Regions from separate parts of the Mus musculus genome. Here region 1 is linked to region 2. Evidence: chromatin contacts called from public promoter capture Hi-C data. All regions are on one chromosome and are shown on one strand. The core of a region is the stretch at or near the end of the contact, and the rest is flanking DNA. Distances in the headings are between cores, read along the strand shown.

The links. Promoter capture Hi-C pulls out the DNA fragments that hold promoters and counts their contacts.
Region 1: a promoter capture Hi-C map of pre-B cells shows a contact between it and region 2, with 3 times the contacts expected there. The contact joins the promoter of Hcar1 here to the promoter of Adam1b in region 2. A contact is called at or near these places in 2 of 39 promoter capture datasets (liver and pre-B cells).

What each region holds. Positions count from the first base shown.
Region 1 is chr5:123,877,077-123,881,777 of GRCm38.p6, forward strand. It overlaps Hcar1 (hydrocarboxylic acid receptor 1), which reads right to left and starts at 2,927. Exons shown (of 1, transcript NM_175520.5): 1 at 1-2,927. The coding sequence starts at 2,526. The coding sequence ends at 1,495.
Region 2 is chr5:121,500,202-121,504,714 of GRCm38.p6, forward strand. It overlaps Adam1b (a disintegrin and metallopeptidase domain 1b), which reads right to left and starts at 3,234. Exons shown (of 1, transcript NM_172125.3): 1 at 1-3,234. The coding sequence starts at 2,779. The coding sequence ends at 359. It also overlaps a transcript of Tmem116 not described here.

The DNA.
Region 1 (4,701 bases), core at 1,677-4,176, 2.4 Mb after region 2:
ACCACCTTTGGGATTTGGTGTTCTCCTACCACATGGGTCTCAGGGATACTCAGGTTGGTGGCTTGGCGGCAGACCTGTTTACCTACTGAGCCTTCTCACCAGCCCTGCAGTCAGACTGATTTTCGCACCTAGGCTTCAACACCTCTGGCAAAGGAAGCCACAGGGACAACCTTGAGGAGCATCTAATTTATGTCTTTAGACATAAATGTCAAGGTCCCTTCCCTGGGGAGAGTACCCTGGGAACTGGAGAGAGTGAATGGCTGTCACCACTTTTGTGGCTTGAAAGTGGGACTAAGGTTAACACGGATTCTATTTCTCCTTCTCCAGGACAGGGGCAGCCGGGACTTTCACAGAATCACCTAGCTGTGAGAATTCTGGGTAGTATTTGGGGGAACATATGTGCTTGAGGGAGGCCCCCAATAGGAGACCCGGATGGCTGACCAGAAGTCTAGACACTGATGAAAGGACATTGAGCTAAACTGTTGCTGCCACCTCTAGTGCTTTGCTTTCTCCCAAAAGTTGGCTAACAACGCTACAGCTAAAAGGGGCACAAGGGGTTTGGGAGTGCAGTTCAGTGGTCAGTGCTTGCCTGGCTCGAATAAGGTCCCAAGTTCAATGCCCAGCACCAAAGACAAAACAGACGAGGATGCTGGACAGGGTGGGACAACATACTGTGGATTAAACAAAGACTTGAGAAGGGAGGATTTCAGCTCAAATTCATGCATTAAGCAGTGAAGAACAACCATGCTTGAATTAACCCATCCCAAATACCAGGAAGCACCCCCCCCCCACCATTGCTGCCGTAAACAGGCTCTCAGTTCCCACTGGAGAAACGATAGCTGATATCAGGTGGACAAGTCCCTCAGCATCTTCTTTGAAATGCAAACAAAAGAAAAACAAAGGATGAAACCACTTAAAATCAGCAAAATATCGTGGCGCCAGCAAGGTTAGAATAGATTCTTTTTGCTGCCCTCCTGGGCCACCTGGATGTTCAAACCTTGAAATGTGTGGAGGCTCCCCAGGGAAGATTTAAAAAAAACGGCTAGGTCCGGGTGTCCTGCAGTAAAGGGTCTCGCTCAGCTGGAAATAAGTGTATTGACTCAGTGCAGTTTCTATTTTTTTCAGTCCAGGAAATACCGACGAGTTATTGAGATCGTTAACTCTCTCCGAGCTAGAACAAGACCCAGCCAGGCTCATACCGCTTTTCTCAGCCATGCAAAGCGACACGGGCTCCAGGTAGTTCCTAACCCGACACCCACGGTTTCCTTCACACTCACACGCTGCCCCTTCACCATTGCTATCAGAGTATTTAAACACAACCAACCGGTTTGGAACCTTCTGGAAAAGGTCAAGCAGGGTGGATCCCATTTCTACCTGAGTGAGAAAGATACAGCTAAGAGTGGGAGGGGACATCTTCAAGTCCTCCACCCTTCAGATTTAACTCACATTGCCCATTTCTCTGCCTCGTTGTTGGGCTGTTTGTCTTAATGGCATTCAACACACTTGGAGATCCCACTGCCCGTCAGATGGCCTCTGGGAACGATTTGCCCCATCGATGGAGCTCTTACTGCAGAGGTTCGAAATTGGCATCTCTTCTGACCTCCGCGTCTTCGTGCGTCCTGGGCGTTTGGGCTTCAGGCTGCAGATTGTGAGCTTGGTGTAGAATTTGGGGAGCGAGGGGCTTGAGAAGTAATATACAAGGGGATCCAGCATACTGTTCAGGTAGGTGAAGCTCAGGGTGACGTGGAGGGCTGTGTGGACAGAGGGGTCACAGGCACTAGTGGGCACCGTCCAGAGGAAGTAGAGCCTAGCCAGCACGCTGGGCAGGTAACACGTGATGAACACAGAAGCCACCACCATGATGAACCGGGTGGCCCTCCTCATCCGAGCCTGTCTGGTCAGCTGCTGCCTCCGTCTCAGGCTCCAAACAACGTTGACCGAGCAGAACAAGATGATTGTCAGGGGCAGGAAGAACTCCAGCTGGAACATGACATCGTGCCACCCGTTGGCTGACTCCATGATGAAGCTCTCACAGGACGACAGTGTCCCCTGCACACACAGGTGACTCTCCATCAGAAGATACACAGTCCCCAAGATGACCAAAGTCCAGAGGACACAGGCGGTGGCGGCGGCAGTCCGGTTGGAGATGGCATTCACCATATGGTGGGGGTGGACCACTTTGAAATACCTATCCACAGCCACCACAGTGAGGAAGACAATGCTCCCGGCCCTATTCATGGCCAGCTTGAAGAGGACCAGGCGACAGGCGATATCTCCAAAAATCCAGTGTCTGCGTCTGAGGTAGTAGTCTGTCCGAAGGGGTAAGCAGATCATGAGGAGAAAATCGGCCACAGCCAAGTTGAAAAGGTAAATAGTGCTTGACTTCCAGGTCTTCATGTGAAAGCAGAAGCCGCACAGGGCTATGCCGTTGCCCAGGGCGCCAAGCACGAAGACCAGGATGAGTAGAGGAGGCATCACTTGGGAGATGGGCTCCCCCTCGATGAGACAGCACGACCCGTTGTCCATAGCAGTTGGAGAGAGGACTGGCATCCAAGGTGGCCGGCACAGAGGCACAGCTGCCTATCCGAACACTAGGGCTCCTCTAGCAGCTGGGCCCCTAACCTCATCACCCTGGGATGCAGGCGCTGCACCCACGAGAGAAACTTCAGCCAGGAAATGAAAGCCGGCAGCAAGTCCTTTCTCCTAGGCTTGGATCACGAGCTGCACGTCCCCTACAGAGTTGAAGCCTGCAGCTGGGTCAGGCTCTGGGGTGCAAGCGGTTTCCCACGAGTGTACATTTCTGGGTTGCAGCTCGGGGGTCCGACGCTATACATGCTACAGACTCGTTGCTAGATCGAGCCCTGGAGATGACTTTTCTTTTTCTGGTTTTGTCTTTTTCCCTCACGCTCTGCGCTGCAGAATGCTCTGAGCTGCCAGAAGGCTTGCGGGGTGGGGGTGTGGGGGGAGCTTGTTTGCCCTCCCTCCTGGTGGAGAAATCTAAACATTTCCTGGAGTCGTTCTGGGCCTCTGCCTGGCTGCTTTCCTCCCTAACCTTTGCCTGACTACCCGTCCTCCCTCAATCCCCTGGGACACTCCCATGCAGTGCCAGAGAGGGGAGACTGTGCTCTGCGGCCTCTCGGGGCCACTTCCGGTGCCCACACCCAGAAGCACAGCCTCCACTCCTGGGAAGGTCTGCAGAGAAACGCAGTTTGAAACATCCGCCCGGTATTAGAAAAATTCTTTCTGGGCTGAGGGTATAGCTCGGAGACTGCGGCATGTGCAAAACTCTGCGCTTTGGGCTCTAGTCCTTCTGCCACCCCCCTCCAAAGAGATGAAAATGATTTTCTCCTGTCTCCATGAGGCAACCTTTTCTGGAGAAGTCGGGTCCCTGCTCTACTGGGAAGTAGAATCTAGTTAGTTACTTTTGCAAAACTTTGGCTCTGTTTCCAATCGTTGGCTCAGAAGAGGCAAACATCTCCCTATAGCCAGGTAGTGGGGTGAGTATGAAACCAAGCGGTCGCTTAAGGAGTTAATTTCTAAAATAATCACGGGCAAAATGAAACTGTTTAAAAAACTGGAGTCTTTGCCGAAATTTCCTGTCCTTTAGCTTGAGAGAGTGTCCATCTGCCGCCTTTTCCCATGTAGGAAGAATGGGGTGGGGGGAGACGGTGTGCACGGAAAGAACACAGGGGTACCTTCTTCCATATGCTGATTAAAGCTAGATTTGGGCTGGACATGGTAGTGCATGCCCAGAATATGCACGCTTGCGCGCGCGCGCGCGCGCGCACACACACACACACACACACACACACACACACACACACACACACAGACCTTTAAATAAAGATTTGTTTTATTTATGTGTAAGTGCCCATGGAGGCCAGAAGAGGGCGCTGGATCTTCTGAGATGGAGTTACAGGTGGTTGTGGTGGCGAGGTGGGGCTGGGAACTTACTAACACCAGTCCTCGGGAAGAGCAGGAGGTCCTTGCTCTTCACCGCTGAGCCACATCTGCATCACCACTCCATCACCTGTTTTCTTTCTCTTTCTTTCTTTCTTTCTTTCTTTCTTTCTTTCTTTCTTTCTTTCTTTCTTTCTTTCTTTCTTTCTTTCTTTCTTTCTTTCTCTTCCCATCCAGGTGTGGTAGCCCACACCTTTAATCCCAATGCTCTAGAGGCAAAAGCAGGAAGATCTCTGTTCAAGGTCAACTTGGTCTACAGAGCAAGTCCAGGACAGCCAAGGCTACAGAGAAACCCAGCCTGTGGAGAGAAGGGGCGGGAGGGGGGGGACAGGGAGAAAATCCCTTTCAAGTGGCCCAGGTTAGTCCTGACCTTGCTCTACAGATGATGGCCTTGGATCTCTTATCTTCCATCTCCCAACTACTAAGGTTAAAGGCTATGAGTCACCAGCCAGTTAGAATCCCCTTATTTATACCCCCTTTCTGTTTTTCTTCCCACCTTCCTCCCACCCAGTCTTTCCCCTTCTCTGTCTCCTTTCTTTCCCCTCCCTTCACCTCTTCCTGACTTTTTAAGACAGGATCTCTGTAGAGCCCTGCCTTCACCTGAACTCTTCATCCTTGGTGTCACCAGGCCAACTGCTTACATTTTCCCAGTTGAATACTAGACTCCAAATCAGCTCCATGTATCCCCCTGCTACCCCATCACAGACACCATCACCTCATGTGGCATCACCCACTACTCCC
Region 2 (4,513 bases), core at 1,984-4,483:
GTCCTTACATAATAGGTAATTGTTACTTGAAATGAAAGTCCTGGGAACAGTGAGAAATTCAGGAATATAGTATATTGCATACAAAAAAAAATCTATGTGGAAGAAAGCATTTTCTGGTGACTAAAAGATCAGCCCAAAGATACAAGAACAAGAATATCCAAAGCTATAGGAGAAGTTCAAATGAAATATGTAAAGTACTGAAATAGTATGTAAACACCTGTCCATTGAACACTAGTGACAGACGGCTCCTTCCTCCCTTGCCCACTGAGAGTGGCAGCTTCCCACAGCTTCTGCTTCCTGGAGACTCATTCTCAGGGCTGTGAGAGGCTCGGCTACTTATTGGCTTTATCTCCCCCACTTATTCCTCTCCCTCTTCTTCATCTTCGTCTTTCTTTTCTGCTGCTGCTTCTTCGTTTGCCTCTTCTGCTCCTTCCTCTTCTACTGCTCCTTGCTCTTCTGCTTCTTCCTTCCCATACTCCAACTCCTCCTCCTCCCCTTTAGCCTCTTCTGGTAGGACCTCCTCCTGCTCTTCCTTCTCCCCTTCTGGAAGCTCCTCTAGCTCTGAAGGCCCTGCTTCGGAAGCGGTCTCTGACTTGGTGTAGGCACTTATGATGCATATGATTATTAAGAGTATCATGAGCACCAGAATGACAGCCAGGACGATCAGCTTTAAGTTAAGGATCAGCTCCTCTGTGCTGGATTGGGTGGAGTTCGGCCCTGGACTGCTGTCATTTGACAGATTAACAGCAGGGCCACTGTCCACACTGCCCCCAGTGCCTTCCTCTTTGCAGTCGGGAGGTGCAAAGCCGAAGGAGCAGTGGCAGTTCCCCAGGTCATTGCACACCCCGTGCTTGTTGCATTGTTTGCTTGGACTACAGGGAAATGAGAATGGAGTGAAGTCCTCACAAATGGAATTTTTACAGACTTTATCTTTGCCACAGTAAGTGTTGTCCTTCACGTATTCCTCATGGAGGGAATCTCTCATGTCAAACACAGCTACACTCCAGCACCAGTCCTCGGTCTCAGGGACCTGGAGCAGCAAGTTGTTCGGTTGGATTTGTGGCAGGAAGGCCACCTCTGTACATATAAGTTTCCCACACATTACATTTTTATCTGAACACTTGGTATACTTTTTTGGAAATTGAGAGGAGGAGCCACAGTTTCCAAACTGGTCTCCTCTCGAGTTCAGAGAGGTGTAGCAATAATCGGAGGCAGACCTTGAACCATGCCCAAAAATACGAGAGCACTGAAAGGTAGGGTCCATGCACTGACCATTAAAGCACAAGAAGGATTCGTGGCACTTAGAGCCGTCCTGGGCTTTCCTGTCACTGGGACATGCTGCAGAGGTCCCATTGCAGTATTCTTCCAGGTCACATGGTCCGTCAGCAGGACGGCAAACATCTCCTTCCTTTTTAAAGTTACATTTAAAACAGCAAAGTTCAGTGCTGCACACTGAGTTGCCCTTCAGTTTACAATTTTCATCACAACACTGGCTTTTATCACAGTCACTGCCACAGTCACACTGCTCCAAGTCCTCCACCACACCATTCCCACAATTGGCAGCTCTGCGCATGCGGCTCTGGCGCCCAGGCTCATCAAGCAGGCACACCCCTCTGTGGTCGTGGAGGAAACGGAGGAAGTGGTCAGAGCTGCAGTTGCTGAAGCCACTGTCCTTACCGATCTTCTCACCCATGAGGCAGAAGTGCTTGGGACCACAGGTGCAGGTCGGGTGGTCGTGCTGGATACCCAGGTTGTGCCCGAGCTCGTGGGCCATGAGAGCCGCGAACAGGAGGACATCTTCATGATGGAAGGCCTCCACGGCCGCCGCAAACTCACCCGAACAGGCACCACGGAGAAACGCCTGGCCCTCGTTCTCTCCTGGGCGATGCCCGACGATCAAGTGTGCCACATCGTGCCTGACCCGGCCCACGAGTTTCTCCTGTCTCCAGAAGTTGAAATTCCTGAGTGTGGTCTGCAGGTCCACTGGGACCTCTATCGGGTCCCCCTCTGTCCAGATTTCCAGGCCCACCAGCACCACCTCTGTGTTTATCCCCCTAGTGAAGCTGTTGGCCAGAGCAATGATGTCCATTACTGCCTGGACCGTCTCGTTGATGTTACTGCCCCACATCTGGAACCGCTGGTGGTTGACCACCACAAACATCTCCACATACTTGGTGTGTGACCACCAGTCAGTCAGAACCAGTAGGTCATCGGGCTTCCTGCTCCTTGGTGGATGGCTGGTGTCCCCAGGGCTGTCTTTGGGAGTGACACTGCAGGAGACCACAGGCTGATGCTCCATGGTGTAGAGGACATGTTCAAAGTTTTTGGAAGAGAGCATGGGCTCAATGCCATAGGATGTTTCCTCTTTAATCAAGACCCCCCTGAGGCCTGAACAGATGTTGACAGAAACAAAGGAGCCTGGCACCCCTTCCATGTAGCCTTCATAGTGGCAGTCCTGGGAGAGGAGAGGCATTTCTTGCCTCAGGATGCCATTGTGGTAACTGTAGACTGGGAAGTTATTCTCAGGGTAGTGTCCCTTTACCTCGAGGTGAAGCAGCTGCTTTTGGCCTTGCATCAATAGCATGTAGGACACCTTCCCTCCAGGGTCTTTCCCCCCCTTGCCTGGCAGTCTCTCAGGGATGACAGTTTCATAGGAAGAATTATATACAGATCCAATGTCACAGAACGTGCTCGGGAGAAAAATTATTGCCAAGAGCAACATGGCCACCAGCCTGATACACCAGTGCTCTGGGATTTTCCCCAGCTTTAGTCGCTCCATCTGGGGAGGCCAAGTCTGACGTGTTCCTCCAACCTCTTACAAAGCCGCATGGGGCTCTACTTGAAAGAGAACGTGGACGCTGAATGTCTCGCTGTGGCTGAGTCTGCCATGATCCTTCTGACTCAGCTGATTCAGTGGGGCCTGCGTGTTGAATGTCAATGACAGCAGTAGCTCTCCTGATCTGGAGGCCCGGGTATTATCCCTACATCGATGCTGCGTGTTTTAAGTGTTGGTTCCTCCCCACCTCCGTGAGCTCAGCTTTCTGGCTAGGTCTTGTCCTGGTGACTCTGACCTCTGTGACCTTTCAGACAGTTTCTGTTCTTGGTTGCTTCTTTCAAAGTCAGCTCCTGTACGCCATCTCTAAGTCCTTTTGACAAGATGGAGAGAGGTGCCTCTACTACAGTGTGGGACTGTACCTTGACTGTACCTGACTCAGCAGGAGCCACACACGGAACACCCCTCCCCCACTGCTCTCAACTCTTCCTGTTGTCAGTTGCTCAGCTAACCCCAAATGTTCCAAATCAAGGAGCTTGGAGATCCCCTAGGTGGGCATACTCTGTTATATCTGTTTCCTGACCTCCAAGACCCTTGCTCTGTAGACAGGAGCGTTCTAACCCAGGGCAGGTTTTGAGCTCTGAGAAGTGTGATGGATAATCACAGATTTAGGAGACCAGACTGAGAGGTCAAGCCCCTGAGCTGTATGATGGAGCACAGAGGAGCTAGGGGCGCGGCCTGTGGAGAAGAATAGCATCGCCCTTCACAGCCTCCAGACCCAGTTTCTCAGAGGCCATGGAAGATGCATGGTAGCCTCCTGCTAACATGTCCACAGTAGCTGGCATCTCAAAGGCCTAGCCCCAACACACTGATTCCCTAAGGTTATGTGTGGTTATATGTGTGTCTTTGTTTATGTGCTAGTGTTGCGCCAGGTCGCCTGAAACTCTTAATCTTCCTCATGGTCCTGGCAGCTTATAAGATTACATGTGTTAGCCTTTCTTCTAGCCTCTATGTACCCATGTGTACACGGGTCACATGAGCTGAACTCATTCAGGTGTGCACACAGACACACTAAGTCTTCACACGATATCTTATTTGTGTATCTTATGGGACACAGTACATTAATCTTACATATATAAACATGTATGATAAAGGGGGAGTGCTTTTAGTCTATAAGTGGCACACCACAAAACCTCTCAAAGCAGTGGCTGGCTCCTCCTTCCCACCCCAGCCTACAGCCAAAGTAAAATGCCACTTCAGGAATTGTTAAAAATGGCAGCTCCTGTCAAAATGGCCCCAACAGGACATCTCAGCCAACAGCCAGCACTGGAGCCTTTCCCACCTCAGCAAGAGAGGCCCCTCAGGAGCTATCCATGGCCTACCACACCTCCTCTCAGCCTCTCTGAGCAGCCCCACAGACGTGGAGCAAAAGCCAGCTGAAGCCAGGAAGGACTCCCTAGCCTGACCCTTGGATGCAATGCAGGGAAAAGTGGGTGAAAAAGGCCACCAATCCCTGAGCTCCCAAGCTTAGGATGTGAGTCCTTGCAAGCAAGCCGCAGCCTTTCCTGGATTCATCCATCCCTTCTCCTCCAGGATTCTCCCCTTTAATAAATCTCCTTTATGAGTCTTACTGCATGGAGTGGCTTTCTCATCAGAAGAAACCGAGAAGAAAAGCTAGGAAAAGAAGAAGTGAAGAGAAGAAGGAGCAGGGCTGGGGCTCTCAAACTCCTCAGCTCAGTC